Regions from separate parts of the Triticum aestivum genome. Here region 2 is linked to region 1. A link is a contact called in public Hi-C data. All regions are on one chromosome and are shown on one strand. The core of a region is the stretch at or near the end of the contact, and the rest is flanking DNA. Distances in the headings are between cores, read along the strand shown.

Region 1 (7,859 bases), core at 3,305-5,804:
GTCAAAAATTCATGAATTTGATAAATGCTCTCAATTGAAAATATGTTCATAATTTGAGAAATATTCCTGGATTTCAAAATATGTTTCACGAATTTGGGAGAAATATTCCAAATTTCATAAAAGCTCATGAATTTGAAAAATATTCTCGGATTTCAAAAAAGTTCTTGAATTTGAAAAATATTCTGAATTCATAATTTTTCAGTATTTTGAGAAATGTACCTGGATTAAAAAATTGATCAAGAATTTGAAAAATGTTCCAGATTTCAAAAAATAATTTTGAATTTTAAAAGATATTCCGACTTTCAAAAATTGTGCGCATTTGAATATTGTTCTCGTATTTCAGAAAGCAAAAAAGAAAAGTCAGAAAAGAAAACCGGTTAACCTTCCCTTAACCAGAAGGCGGGTCTCCCGAAAAAAATCTACCGCGGTTCTACTTCGCAGCATGCGACACAAAGCGAATAAGTGGGCCCGTCCAGAATTAATGCAAGCGGCGAGAGTTATGGGTTTGGTGGCTATCCGCCGGCCTCGCGAGAAATAGGATTCACCGCCTGGTTGTGACAGAGAATTCTCCCAAAAGCTTAATCCTATGAACAATATAACTACTAGGATTCCCTAAAAAGAAGAATGTAACTGCTAGGATTGGAGGAACGGCTGAGACAACTATAGTTCAGTCCAAGATCCACGATTGCAGGTGGCAACAGTTTTCGTGGACGTGGAAGATGTTGACAAGGAAAGAAGAAAGATACCCGTTCAGAACACAACCTGTATTTCATTTTATTTTCTTGTCGATAATGTGCCAGGGCAGAGCAGAAATTACAGCAATCACATAGATTTCAATGAATCTGTTAAATGACTTCCAGTATACATACAGATTAGTTTTTAGAAGCACGACTTTTTTAATCAGTGTCAGTTATAGTAACATCTTAACAAACTATACTTCAAATTGCAGTTGGGTTAACATGCAATCATTGCCTTGTGCTGTTTAACTGAAATAGCCAAGTTTTCAACAGACAAAGTATGTGCACCTGACACGCAGTCATGCTGGTCCAACTGGAAGGTTTTTACCAACAATGGACCACCCATCATGTTCAACAGTTACAATTTCTGCATATGCAAGAGTTATTACTGGAGTGGGGAATATACAGCAAACAGAGCATGAGCAATAACAGCCCGTCACCGAAGAACCAATCGAATTGTGTTTCTTTCTTTCTTTCGCGAGCCACCACCGTGGTCGGTAAAGAAGACACGGGGACCAAACTAGAAGGCGAGATCGTTCAGAATGGCTGTTCCATATTTTCTCTTTTCCGAGCTACTGCAGAAGCTTGCAGCTGATTGTTCTGAATAAGTCTGCTCTTTGCAGTGGTGTTGACCTGTGGCTTGGCTTCTGTTCCTAGACTCAGGCACGTCATGCGTATGCTTCCCTTCGTATGTAGTTATCACAGCATGTGGTTCCTCGGAAGATCTCTCGATATGCTTCTTGACGTCGCATCCTTGGTAAGTGCACTTGTAATAGCTCCTACATGGACAGAGTAGGCACTCAGGTTCATGGACTCTTTTTCTGGAACTCAAAAACGTTATGGAGATATGGTTTTTCAATTTGGAATAAATTGTCTGTGCCAGCTGGGTCTTGTGAAAAATAACAGAAGATACACAGACAATTGATAAGCATGCACATTATTCATCACCACACTTTTTTCAGAATAAAAGAAGAAATGTATTCCTTGTTTCACCAACTATGTGTGTAACAGTCAAATGTGTACTCATTCAAATAAACCAGAGCAGCAGTTACAAAATATACTTAGATCAGCAGGAGGATCTTCATATCAGTTGAATTATAAGATAAGCAAGGCATGAATTCTTTGCCAAATAATTCCAAAGCCAATTCTATGTAGGATGGATATTGGCTGTCATTAACAAGCAGTATTAGCCTATCATGCTTTTTAAGCTTGTCAGATGTATATTTCTCTTGAATGCAAATTTAAAGCCTTTTCCATGCATTGCTGCAAGACAAATGTCCCATGCGTGTGCAAGTGCAAGTGAGCCATGTGGAGTTGTCAATAACATCATGTTGATGCCAACAAAGTCAATAACAACATCAAGTTGATGCCAACAAACTTCATAGGCTCCAACATTAACCAATTAGTATTCAAGGCAGTTATCACATATATAATTGTAAATATGACACATTTTCTAAGATAAAATGGTAAAGAAAAAACTTCAAAGATTCAACAATAAAATGAGATGATGGGCTTACCTTGGGTGAGGATTTCCTCTCACCACTTTCTGTCCATACTTGCGCCACCTATAGCCGTCGTCCAAAAGATCAACATCGCTCGTTGTACTCACGATAATCTTTTGACCTGGTGCATTCCTGCCTCACGGAAATAATAACAGTAAGCTTAAAGATGCTAATTAGGAAGTCTGGATGAACTTAGCAAAGTTCCAAGTAAGGAATTTATGTTCAGCTGTAGGAAATACCTTTCATTTGCATCGGCATCACCATCATCTCCATCAACAGTTCTTATTTCACCATCACCTTCCCGGATATCACTTAAACTAGATAATTGCTCATCCCCCTCTTCCTTCGTTGGCAATAAAACATCCGTCATCATTCCATTTGGCGTTATAGGTTTTCCATAATAACCTTGACAACCTAATTGTGATTTAGTTGAAGGCTCCTTGGCATCATTGAAATCATTTAACTCATTCAATAAATCACCACAATCTTTAAACCTCTTTGAGGGGGGTTCATGGCAGTGCTGACCTCTATAAATTATTTTAATAATTCGTCCATCTGCAGAGTGCTCTACATTTTTCCTGACCGGGCAATTCAGGGTACATTTGTAATAGCTCCTTGGATACTTCCCACCCTTGACTGCCTTTTGTCCATACTTACGCCAGTTGTATCCATCATCAGCAGGTCTATCCAGAGTGATGGATGAACCTTGGAGTGCTTCCAGAACTCCAGTTGATCCAGTGTTGATACTGTCCAGAGTGGTGGATGAATCTTGGAGCACTTGTAAAACTCCAGTTGGTCCAGTGTTGACACTACCACTACCAGTGTGTGATGGCAAAGTCTGTCCCTGCATTGATGCCGCGCCTACGGAAGAACTGACATGCTGAGGTGTCAGCACTGAAGTTGCCAATGAGAAAGAAGAAGAGTTGTCCACTTGATCAAGTATACTGTATTTAGAAAAAGCTAGTTGAGGTCCAATCTTGTGATGCAATCCCGCCCCTTGTTTTTCCCGCAACTCTTTCTTTTGAGCTACTTGTGCTGCCAGCTGTGCTAGGTCTTGTTCATGGAACACATCAAAGTTGTCCTGCAAACGAAGAAAATATAAATACCAGTTATAATAGAACATACTATTGCAATAGTAACTAAAAAACCATATAAAGCAACTCAGAAAACACAGTGCAATAGTAACGAAACCATGTAAATGAATTCAACAAAAACATACCGGTTTTAACAAAACATAGTACAACAGTAACAAAACATAGCATAGGAAAAGTGGACATCGACGTGGTATCAACAAATTTTGACGTAAAGGAATCAAGGGCAAGCACCATGGTTTCTAATATTATTGAAGGGAAACCATCAGGCTCCTTAACGCTTTCAAAATGGAAGACGAAGGTGCCACCATTAACGCTCTAACTACACCGACCACAAATCTACTCCACCATCTCAAGAAACATCAGGTTCTTGGAAAGATCGCCCGCCCACTGCCTGTCCTTGTCGATTGCGATGTTTACTTATCTATAACTCGACCTGTTAGCACGTGAATTTTTTTGGGGCGCCCAGCACATCAATGTGCAGCTGTCGGCAAGGCAGAAGGCACACATCGGCGACCTTGACAGTTACCAATCCACGGGCCGAGGCCGACCCGCGATTAACTTGACGCACGTGCAATGCAGGCCATTCGTCCCTGGAGAAGCTGGTCCCCTTCCGGCTGGGGCGTCCAGGGCCAATAATTCCAAGGAGCACGGGCCACAGGGCGCGGAAATTCCGATCCCGCGGCCTAAAAATAGCAATGCGGAGGGAGCTGGATTGGCAACAGAAACAACAGAAGGAAAATCTACCCTGTTCATGCCGATTCAGTATCTGTACTGCTACTGGTATAATTACTACTAATTGGTACGTCGAGCTATGTCAGATACAGTAGTTACGTGCTGTTAATCAATCAAACAGGACAGCAGCAGCGAGCGTGCGATTAGGGGGAGGAAGCTGAGATGAGATCGGTCGTCGGTACCTGGGGGTACCCGAGGAGCGCGGTGCCGCAGAGCGGCGGAGGGGAAGGGAGCTGCGCGAGGGATCCACCGAAGAAGCCCAGCGCCGAGGCGGCCGGCGACGGCTGGTCGTCGGGGAAGAGGCTGTCGAGCGCGGGCGGGGCCCAGAGGCCGCCGCCGTCGCCGATGCCTGACCACTGCCCCGCCGCCATGGGTGAGTAGAGTACGCGCGCGTCGGCGACGAGCGCGTGGGCTGGAGGGAGGGAGGGATGCTTTCTGCTGTCAGATTGGTTGCCAAGTGGGACGCTCGGTATTTATTCCCCCGGACGGGAGTGCGAGTGGGCGAGGCAACAAAAATCGCAATGAGGGCGCTGAATGATTGGTGGCTCGTGCCACGTCGTCCAAGCGGAGGCGAAGCCCCGCGGAAGGAAAAACCCGGATATTTTCCGAAACCGTAACGGAGATATTTGTCCACCCCTTCTAAACATGGTAAGCCGAACCAACAGACCGAACCCAAATATCTGTGTGTAACTTTGGGGCGCAAATTTAAGTGCAAATGCGTCGACACGGACACGAAGCGGACATGATTTGGTTTGTGTCGGCGCGTTGAGCCTCCTCTTTTGTCCGCGCCGACCCAAACGAACAGCGGCAGACGAAATGGATCGCTCCATTGGAGTTGCTCTTATAGTTCAAGTATTTTACGCAGTGCTTTCTCCCACACAGCCGGCGGCCACCAGCCTTGCGCCGTGCTCCGCTCCGGGACCGGCAGCCACCCCACCCCACCCCTTCCCCCGCCGCCTCGCCATGGCTTCGCGGGTTTCTCTGTCCGGCTCATCCTCGTCGGAGCTTTCCTCCCCTACTTCCTCGCCGGCGCCGCGTCTGGAGCATGCTCTGCCCGTCCTGCCGTCCCCCCCGCCCCCAGCTCAGATCCATCGTCGTGACGCCGGTTGTGGGCACGGCCTTCGGTCCGCTGGTCCAGGGCGGGGCTGCAGGTCCTTCTCATTCACCCCAGGTGGAGGCGGTTTGGATGATAGGAGCCGCCGGCCGAGAGGGCCGCCTGCTCGCCCTGCCTTCCCACAGAGGCGCCGCCATGCTCAGCGCGTGTTGGCTGCGCCCCGTTCGCCGCCGGAGTCCAGGATGCCGGCGGAGCTTTTTGGCTGCTGCTACAACTGTGGCAAGGATGATGGCCACATCTCGGCGGAGTGCCGGAACCCCAGCTTCTGTGTTCGGTGCCGGGGGGAAGGGTGTAACGCCCCGGATCCGATGCGCCAGGTGTCTGCTAGTTATTTACTGTCATTGCCATGTCATTTGCTTGCGTGTTGCATTTTATCATGTCATCATGTGCATTGCATTGCATACGTGTTCGTCTCATGCATCCGAGCCTTTTCCCCGTTGTTCGTTTTGCAATCCGGCTCTCCTATGCCCTACGGCGTTCCCCTTTCGTCTCTCGTTGTGTGCAGGTGTTAAACTTTTTCGGAATGGCCCGAGGCTTGCCAAGTGGCCTTGTTATAGCACCGGTAGACCGCCTGTCAAGTTTCGTGCCATTTGAAGGTCGTTTGATACTCCAACGGTTAACCGGGTAACTGCAAAGGCCTCTTTTGTGTTGCAGCCCAACACCCCTCCAAAGTGGCCCAAAAACCCAGCAAACTCCCCTCCATGCTCTCGGTCGTTCGATCACGATCGCGTGGCCGAAAACCGCTCCTCATTTGGACACTCCTAGCTCCCTCTACCTATATATTTGTGCCCCTCCCGGATTTTCACGCAGATGAAACCCTACCCCTTTTTCCCCACCGCGCCACCGGACAAAAATCCCCGCCACCGGACATGTCCACCGCCGCCGCCACATCACCCGGACCAATCACGATGTGCCACCTCAGCTCCGCCGCCTCCCGCTGAAGGAAATACGCCCTAGAGGCAATAATAAAGTTATTATTTATTTCCTTATTTCATGATAAATGTTTATTATTCATGCTAGAATTGTATTAACCGGAAACATGATACATGTGTGAATACATAGACAAACATATAGTCACTAGTATGCCTCTACTTGACTAGCTCATTAATCAAAGATGGTTATGTTTCCTAACCATAGACATGTGTTGTCATTTGATTAATGGGATCACATCATTAGGAGAATAATGTGATTGACATGACCCATTCCATTAGCCTAGCACTTGATCGTTTAGTATGTTGCTATTGATTTCTTCATGACTTATACATGTTCCTGTAACTATGAGATTATGCAACTCCCGTTTACTGGAGGAACACTTTGGGTACTACCAAACGTCACAATGTAACTGGGTGATTATAAAGGAGTACTACAGGTGTCTCCTGTTGGAAATATGCCCTAGAGGCAATAATAAAAGTGTTATTATTATATTTCTTTGTCCATGATAATAGTCTTTTATTCATGCTATAACTGTATTATCCGGAAATCGTAATACACGTGTGAATACATAGACCACAATATGTCCCTAGTGAGCCTCTAGTTGACTAGCTCGTTGTGATCAACAGATAGTCATGGTTTCCTGGCTATGGACATTGGATGTCGTTGATAACGGGATCACATCATTAGGAGAATGATGTGATGGACAAGACCCAATCCTAAGCATAGCACAAAGGTCGGTTAGTTCGTTTGCTAGAGCTTTTCCAATGTCAAGTATCTCTTCCTTAGACCATGAGATCGTGTAACTCCCGGATACCGTAGGAGTGCTTTGGGTGTACCAAACGTCACAACGTAACTGGGTGACTATAAAGGTGCATTACAGGTATCTCCGATAGTGTCTGTTGGGTTGACACGGATCGAGACTGGGATTTGTCACTCCGTGTTACGGAGAGGTATCACCGGGCCCACTCGTTAGTGCATCATCATAATGAGCTCAAGGTGGCCAAGTGTCTGGTCACGGGATCATGCATTACGGTACGAGTAAAGTGACTTGCCGGTAACGAGACTGAACGAGGTATTGGGATACCGACGATCGAGTCTCGGGCAAGTAACATACCGTCTGATAAAGGGAGTAGTATACGGGGTTGCTTGAACCCTTGACATCGTGGTTCATCCGATGACAACATCGAGGAGCATGTGGGAGCCAACATGGGTATCTAGATCCCGCTGTTGGTTATTGACCTGAGGTCGTCTCGGTCATGTCTGCATGTCTCCCGAACCCGTAGGGTCTACACACTTAAGGTTCGGTGACGCTAGGGTTATCAGGAAGACAAGTATGTGATTACCGAATGTTGTTCGGAGTCCCGGATGAGATCCCGGACGTCACGAGGAGTTCCGGAATGGTCCGGAGGTAAAGATTTATATAAGGAAAGTGGTTAAACGGACACCGGAAAGTTTCGGTGGCATACCGGTATTGTACCGGGGCCACCGGAAGGGTTCCGGGGGTCCACCGGGTGGGGCTACCACTTCCGGGGGGCCACATGGGCTGTGTGGGAGAGGGAGCCAGCCCCTAGTGGGCTGTGCGCGCCTCCCCACCTAGGCCCATGCGGCTAGGTCAAGGGGAGGGGAAACCCTAAAGGGGGCGCCCCCCTAGCTTGGGGGGCAAGTCACCCTTTTCCCTCTCCCTTTGGCCGCCGCCCCCCTCTAGGGTTTCCCCTAGAGGGCCGGCCCCCTTGCCCCTCTCCTCCTA
Region 2 (7,859 bases), core at 3,201-5,700, 570 kb before region 1:
GTTTCTGGCCCATGCCCTCTGCTACCGGCCTTTCTTCTGAAAAGTAACAAAAAGGAAATAGGGTTGTTAGTTGTTATAGATTCTGGCAGTGTTCGAATGTTTTTGTTCAACTTCCGACAAGAAAAATGCTGTAGTGCTGGATGGTCCTTTGAAACTTATGAAGCATACCCTTTAGAAGCAATAATAGAGTACTTGAATTAAGAGATAAATAAGTTTCTAACTTATTTTCTGAAACAAATGATTCCAAATTTAAACAAAGCCCACCTGTGTAACTCTTCTCGTAACTTTGCATCCATCTCCTTGTTGGGTGCATACTGAGGCAAGCTTATAGGTTCGCATGCATAAGGTTTTGTCTTGAAAAACTGTTCCAGCAAAAGAAAACACAAGATATTAAATTATTAATAAGGTGTTCTTTTAGTAGTTTGATTCAACAAGCCAGTCTAACACATTTTACAACAGATATAAATAAGATTAACTCGCAACCAGGATACCAGAAATGAAAGTACTACAGCACACAAGTTATCTGCAAAAGATTAATGCATTGTAAACAAAATGGCAGTATAACTGCATGGGAAGGAAGTCAAATTCGGACATGATACCGCTGAACAAACATCCAATCATCATTCACTTCCAGCATTGGGTATCTGCTGTCAGGAAACTGTGGATGCATGGACACCAGCACTATAAGTGATGACAAAGAATACTTTCCTCAGACTAAACCTAAGCATTTCATAGCCATGATAACGCCATTCTACATATATGGAAGATGCAAGCTATAGTCACACCAACAATAATAGCAAACATTGTTGCATGAACAATCAGTAAAAAATCAGCATATGCGATCACAATTAGATATTCACAATGATCCAGAAATAGAAGGGGAGCCTTGGCGCAGTGGTAAAGCTGCTGCCTTGTGACCATGAGGTCATGGGTTCAAGTCCTGGAAACAGCCTCTTACAGAAATGTAGGGAAAGGCTGCGTACTATAGACCCAAAGTGGTCGGACCCTTCCCTGGACCCTGCGCAAGCGGGAGCTACATGCACCAGGTTGCCCTTTAATGATCCAGAAATAATGTATAGCTTGAACATCTGTAATATACTAGAGCTGCTGTTTCTTAACTGTATGAGCAAAAAAATAATATCCCATATTGGCGCATAGCATACAGAGAAGGAAAACATAGGATAGAATTAGTGGTGAACTCGATGTAGCACAAACTGGCAGGTGCAATTAAAAAATTCAATGCATACTATGGTTTCCAATCGTTCATCATTATACATACAAATATGCGATATCGCATGATGGGATCTTACCCCGGATGTAAGGGCGCATGATGCAGTACCACGCTTGTATGGCTCCACCGACAGAAGAGTTTCTAGTAAACTGAATGCATGTTCCGGCACCTCTTTAAAAACATCTCGAAGGGTACTTAGATAAGGACAGTGAGGTTTAAATATTGTTGCATGAGGCAACCTTGACTTCTTCCAATAGTCATCAGCAGGGGAGCCACATAACTTAAAGATCTTATGCAATTGTTCTACCTGAAACACGAAAGAGATTTTACGCCATTGACATATAGAACACAATACCTTGAGAGTCAGCAAGCTATAATGGGGAAACATGTAATGTCTGGGATATGTTATAGAGGGCATAACTAAAGCAGAAAACTAGATGTGGTAACAGTGAAAGCTCATTGACATCACAACCACAGTTATTCATATTATAGCATTTAATAAAATCAGCAGTATGACAATATACATATTAATTTCCCACCATATTACTGACGTGAATTAGTCAAAAAGCCTACACATTACTTTTTTATGTTAGTATTTAATCACTCAATACTCAGCATGACCATGTTCCTCGAATAATGCTTTTACAGAGCCCCAAAGAGCCCACACCTGGTAAACTAGACAATTCATACATACAAGTATAGTTGACTAAGGAACCTCAGATAGCAACCTGTGCTTACGACTAAGGACGACATAAACAATGAGATGTACTGGTTAGTTAAAGCAAACTAAATTACCTCGGTTCTTCCCTGTAAGATAGGTCTTCCACGTAACAACTCAGCAAATACACACCCAACACTCCACAAATCAACAGCTGAATCATAGTGAGTTGACCCTAGCAATAGTTCAGGCGGTCGGTACCACAGTGTAACAACCCGGCTGGTCAGAGGATGGTTTTTACTTGGGTCAAAGTAATTAGCCAGACCAAAATCAGCTATTTTTAGAACTCCTTCGTTATTCACAAGGAGATTGGCACCCTTGATGTCACGGTGAACAATGCGGCGTGAATGACAATGCTCAAGTCCTGACAGTAACTGGTTCATGTAGCACTTAACCTGCAATAAGAATCAAGCAAAAAAATGCCAGGTCAACACAGTGTAATGTCAAAGTTGTACGGAAGGAGGGATACAAATACACTTCCTTCAAAATGGACAAACCTGTGCTTCAGTGAACTTGATGTCAGGGGAGGAACAAAGACCAGCAAGATCGTGCTCCATGTATTCAAACACTAGATAAAGGCTGCATGATAACCTAGAAGTAATCAAGCCTTCCAGCTTCATGACATTTGGATGATCAAGCCTTCTCAATATCTGTATCTCCCTTGCCATGAATCTAACACTCTCTGGCTCAAAATTGTCAAATCGCACCTTCTTCAGTGCGACAATCTTTCCAGTGTCGAGATCGCGCGCCCTAAATACACTGCTGTATGTGCCTTGCCCAACCTGGACAGATGTGTGTAATTGGAGAAATAAAGCGCATGTTAGAAACTGTACATCACAACAACAACAACAAAAACACAAAAGGACAATTTTATCATGTAACCTACAGCTTCAACCTACTTGCTGCAAATATACACCAGTACTACCAAATTAGCAGTCAGTGACTGCCATGTTACCAGCTTGACAATGACAGCATAGACTAATTGGTAGGAGGTGAATTTCCCACCAGCAAAGCATAACAACAACAGAGACAACTAAAACTTGTCATAGCTGACAGTAGGAGACACCAAATTCCCCATGTTACCTCCCTTCTGATCATTATTACCACAACACAATCCTAGTAGTAGTTTATTCTTCATGTCTTAATACATCACCCAGCAAAGCAGTACGGTACTATACCTATACTAACTGTAACACATAATATAAGATTCCATAAAGATGCCTACCAATCCAGACAAATAGCAAATCCAATAACCGTTTTCTTTCCAAGGATTCCCATGCATGAAAAAAAATTGCAATGGAAAATGACCTATTAAACTGAATCTGGCAGGAGAGCTGAAGCGAAAGCGGCACAGTACCTTCTCAAGCTTCTCAAAGGAGTCGGCTTTGAGAGGGATCCAGCCTTGGATGGCCTCCCCGGCAACGGCGCTGAGCCACGACGGCCACCCGGCGGCCACCTGCTCCCCCTCAAGGCTCCTCCGGAGGTTCCGCAGCCGGAAGCTCCGCGACGCGGCCGCCACGGCGACGACAGCCTTTCCCGTCTCCTCCGCGTCGTCCTTCTTCTCCACCAACCTCGCCGCCGCGGCTGCAGCAGCCGAGCTGCGCAGGGAGGAGGCGGAGACGGCAGCGGGCTCCAGCGCGCGGTCACGGAACACGCCGGACGAGTCGACTGCCGGAGTGATAGAGACGACGGCCTTCTTGGACGCGACGCAGCCCATCTCGGCGGCGCACTAGCAGGGTACCAGAAAACACGTCAAACCATGCACGGCGAGCTCCTCCCTCCCTCCGCTGTGAAGCTCCTCACTGCCGCATTGGATGGATAGAGGGGAACAGGAAGAATCAAGAGGAAACCGACCGAGCCCTTGCCGAAAGGCGTGGTGGTCACGGGGCAAGCACGGCAGGGGTGAAGAACAAGTCCGGATTGACCTGGGGAGTAATAAATGACGCTCGCCACCAGCAAACAGAAAGGAGACGAGACCCTGACGTCGCCCACCAGCTCCGCCGATTGGGACAGATCGAGAAAGCGGCCAGCCGCGGAACCGTGATCGGCAGGGAAGGAAGGAGGGTTTTGGGCGGCAGAGCACGGGACAGCCGTTGCCGCGAGGGGGAAAAGAAAGAAGAAAAGAGCTACGGCGACCTTTTCCGCGAACTCAGTGGGCGGGCGGGCGACGGATCAAGAAACCGCCGAAACAACCGATTGTCAGAGCAGCGCGGCAGCCAGAACCGCGGCACAGCCGGCAACCTTCCGCCGCCGCGTCGCCGGAATCGCAAGGAGATCAAGAAACGCCACGGGATTTATTTGGGGTGAGGGTGCAGAGGAAAGGAAAGCTCCCCGGGATGAGTGGCGCGGAGGACGGAGTAGTGGGGGCGGGTTCGCAGGTGGGAACGGGGGCTTTAAATGGTCCTTCCAACGCGAGGATGGACCGACGTGGTGGACTGGTGGTAGACGACGGCGCTTTTCTCCTCTGCTTTCTCGGGCCCGTGGTCGTCGCCTTGCCTTTCCCCCTCTGCTCTCTGCGTGCCCCCGCCGCCCTTCTTCTTGTAGTACCGGCGAGATTAGCGGAGCTAGACAGGGGCAGCATGAGCAACGACTGCATATTTTACGTCTTCAACCTTTGGGTTATGACAGCATTGGGTTTGGAACGACGGCCCCGCCGTACCGTACGTGCCGGTGCGATGCGCCGTGAGTGCCGAGCACGCCTGCGCGTCACGTTCGGTGGCGACCGGCCCGACCCGACACGGGCTGGTCCCTGGTTGCACTGCATGTACGCAAACTCTGCAACAACTAGGGTTCCCAGCTTCTACTAAAAGGCTTCCATTATTTCTCGGTAGCAACCTTAAAAATGGAGGCAAGAGCACTAGAGACCCACATACTTGCATTGTATGTGATGATTTAGTCCATAAATTTGTAAAAGGTGATCAATCCATCCCTAAACTTGCACTGCTTGGGATGATCTAGTCCACAGCCAATCAAGAGCGGACAAATGGCGCCTCGCTGGCCTCTGCGTGGCACAGCCGCTGACCTTGGCGATTTTGCAAAATCGCCCTTGACCTTTAGGGAAATCATAAGCGCGTACATAAGAGAAGCGTGATGAGGCACACCACTCGAGCACGCACACACGCATGCATCAGTCTCCTCTCAGGAGCAACGACGACCGTGCCACGCGTGCGCGAGCACATGGGAGAGCATATGAGAAATCATAAGTACGTACACAAGCAGGCCGCGGCAGAGCGGGCCGCCGGCACCGCATGACGCGAGGCGGCGGCCGCGATGACGACGTCCATGGTTCACCGTCGGTCGACCATCGATATCCTCGGCGCGGTGGCGCGAACTCCCGTGGCTGCTAGCTAGTTGTAGGTTGACGGGGAGCGTGTGCAGCTGCGCATGTACCATGGATCGATCTTTCTTAGCTAGATCGCTATATAGGTGGCTGAAACACGAACTGATCATAACAGCAGTTCGACCGAATTGCTAGCAAAAAAGAGGGGAGAGGTGTATAGTTAAGACATGGATCTCAAAACGTTGTTCTGCATGTTATTGCTGTGTATGATAAAGTGGATCATCAGCTCTACATAGTACTAGCTGGAGTATAGGATGGATAATCAATCAAGCTTTCGAGTGATCGAGGCTTGTTCTGGTCAAGTTAGTCTGAGCGTTTGTTCTTCATCTCAATGATATGATACCCTTCTTCAACCTGTGTGAACTAATCATCTTCTGCATCAAGACTAGACGCATCCTTTTCTGAGTTTATGTTACAAGAAGAATCTCTTGTTTTAAAAAAAAGGTTACAAGAAGAATCTTACAGGACCGGAACCATAGTAATTGACACCAATGATATTACACCAAGTATTTTTACATATTTTTTAAAAGACTTCAGAGTGCCTTTATGCCTTGTAGGCTCTCATACATGTTCGCAGTGAGACTTTTTTTAAAACAAAACTGCATAAATGTTTACATAAAAGCATCCATGATGTCCTCTCTGGACTGTAGATTTTTCACAAGACTTCAGTTCTTGGAAAGAAATTTTCTACCAGGATTTTCTTAATCATAGTGTGCACGGAAATTCCTGGAAATCAATCATTTTCATTCGCTTTGGATGGAAGTTGTTTCTATTTTTTGTCTTTACTACTGTCGTATCCAAATGGCTACTCTATAACTTTGTTATGTTTTGCGCTTCATTCCAGTCAGGCCGAATGCGCTAGGGAACATCTTACATGGGTTAACTGCTCCGATCTCATAGATCATATCACTGAAACAACACATCTTTTCATCTCACTTTTAGTTCTTATTACAAAGGAAAATCCTAAGGTGGAACTTTTTTTCTTGATTTGCGCCTATCAGCATCTCAATTGGAAAACAGACTGACTGTCCTACTTTCCCTTTTGTACAAGAACAAGTGGCATTAACTATGGACGCCACCCAAGCGCGCCTATTGGCAAACTTTTTCCCTGAGACAAAATCAAAATTTGCAAACCAATCATGCAACATCCACATTCAGCCACTTAACATATTCCTGGAACTGGCTTTAGTGCCACATGTACGCGCGCATGATTTCCCTAAAGGTCAAGATTTTTTTGCAAAAACGCCAAAGCTAGCGGCTGTGCCACACAGAGGCCAATGAGGCGCCATTTGTCCGCTCTTGATTGGTTGTGGACTAGATCATCCCAAGCAGTGCAAGTTTAGGGATGAGTTGATCACCTTTTGCAAGTTTGTGGACTAAATCATCACATACAATACAAGTTTGTGGGTCTCTAGTGCTCTTACCTCTTAAAAATGCTCCACTCCATTAATTATGGCTATATCAGCGATTTGCCAGTACTCCTACTCCTAATGTACTACGTACTCTCGAGTAGATTGCTGTCCTGGATCAAAGGACGAGCCAAACATGTGCGGCTCCTCTTTACCCCTCTAGTGTTTTCGCCGGAGAACATTTCTTTCCCCGACGTGACGAGCGGCACGTCCGTGGTCTCCACCCCCTCGGCCCGAGCGGGCCGATTCTCTCGTCGTCGTCGGAGTTCGTCCTGTGTGTGAAAGGGACGCGAGCTCGGCGACCCAGCTCTGCCTGCTGCCGGACACGGGTCCATGTGCGCGACCGAGACGGCAGACGGTTTAGTCAAAGTAACCGTGCGTGCTCGCAAAGCTGCGAGCGATTTCTGACGATCCGGTCCACGGACAATTACTACGCGGCGAGACTTTGCGCCCACCTCTGTTTTGTCCCCATGCGATCTACGTTGACTCCGGTTCCTGCGTGTTTCTGCTCTTCTACCAACTAGAGAGACATGCTTCCCCTAAAATAAATAAACGAGTCATGCTGCTCGTGGTTTGGACCTAAAGTATATGCTGGCCTGTTCGGTCGGGTAGGGTATACACCACCATTTGCCCTGAATATTGCTCGTGCTTCAATTGGTAAAAGGTAAAAGGTAAAAGGTACTACTACACCGTCCGATTACAGATAAGTACAACCTCTAACAAAATGTAAGACATTTCTTTAGCCAGCTACATAAAAAACGTCTTATATTTCGCTGCAGAGGGGTATAATATATTCTACTTCCTCCATCTCATAATGTAAGAATTTTTTTGACACTATACTAATGTCAAAAAACGTCTAACATTATCATTATAGGACGGAGGGAGTAGCTTTTTTTAATCTGTTATACATAGACATGGGTTAGCGTGCTTGTTCACTACTTTCAGTCCATATATATATTTCATATTGAAATATCCAAAACTTCTTATATTTGTGGACGTAGGGAATATATACAATACGGAAATGGTAGCTACAGGATGTCCGTAAATTTTAGAGAAAGTTTTCTCGGAGCTACTTTTGTTAGGTCACGTAAATTTCTTCCCTAAATATTTTTTTATATTTTACTTTTCATTAAACAAAACTAGATGATAGTCTAGGGCCCG

What was found. Hi-C and Micro-C count contacts between places; a contact is called where the count stands out from the background.
Region 2: a Hi-C map of leaf shows a contact between it and region 1, with 3 times the contacts expected there. The contact joins the promoter of LOC123044340 here to the promoter of LOC100192141 in region 1. A contact is called at or near these places in 3 of 5 Hi-C or Micro-C datasets (leaf and root) and 1 of 1 datasets of contacts at active chromatin or transcription factors (leaf).

The regions. Positions count from the first base shown.
Region 1 is chr2B:199,098,662-199,106,520 of IWGSC CS RefSeq v2.1, reverse strand. It overlaps LOC100192141 (probable WRKY transcription factor 3), which reads right to left and starts at 4,554. Exons shown (of 4, transcript XM_044467063.1): 1 at 4,248-4,554; 2 at 2,479-3,320; 3 at 2,255-2,371; 4 at 969-1,516. The coding sequence starts at 4,436. The coding sequence ends at 1,258.
Region 2 is chr2B:199,666,211-199,674,069 of IWGSC CS RefSeq v2.1, reverse strand. It overlaps LOC123044340 (protein IMPAIRED IN BABA-INDUCED STERILITY 1), which reads right to left and starts at 4,450. Exons shown (of 9, transcript XM_044467065.1): 1 at 3,307-4,450; 2 at 2,447-2,731; 3 at 2,027-2,344; 4 at 1,311-1,538; 5 at 265-362; 6 at 1-36. The coding sequence starts at 3,666.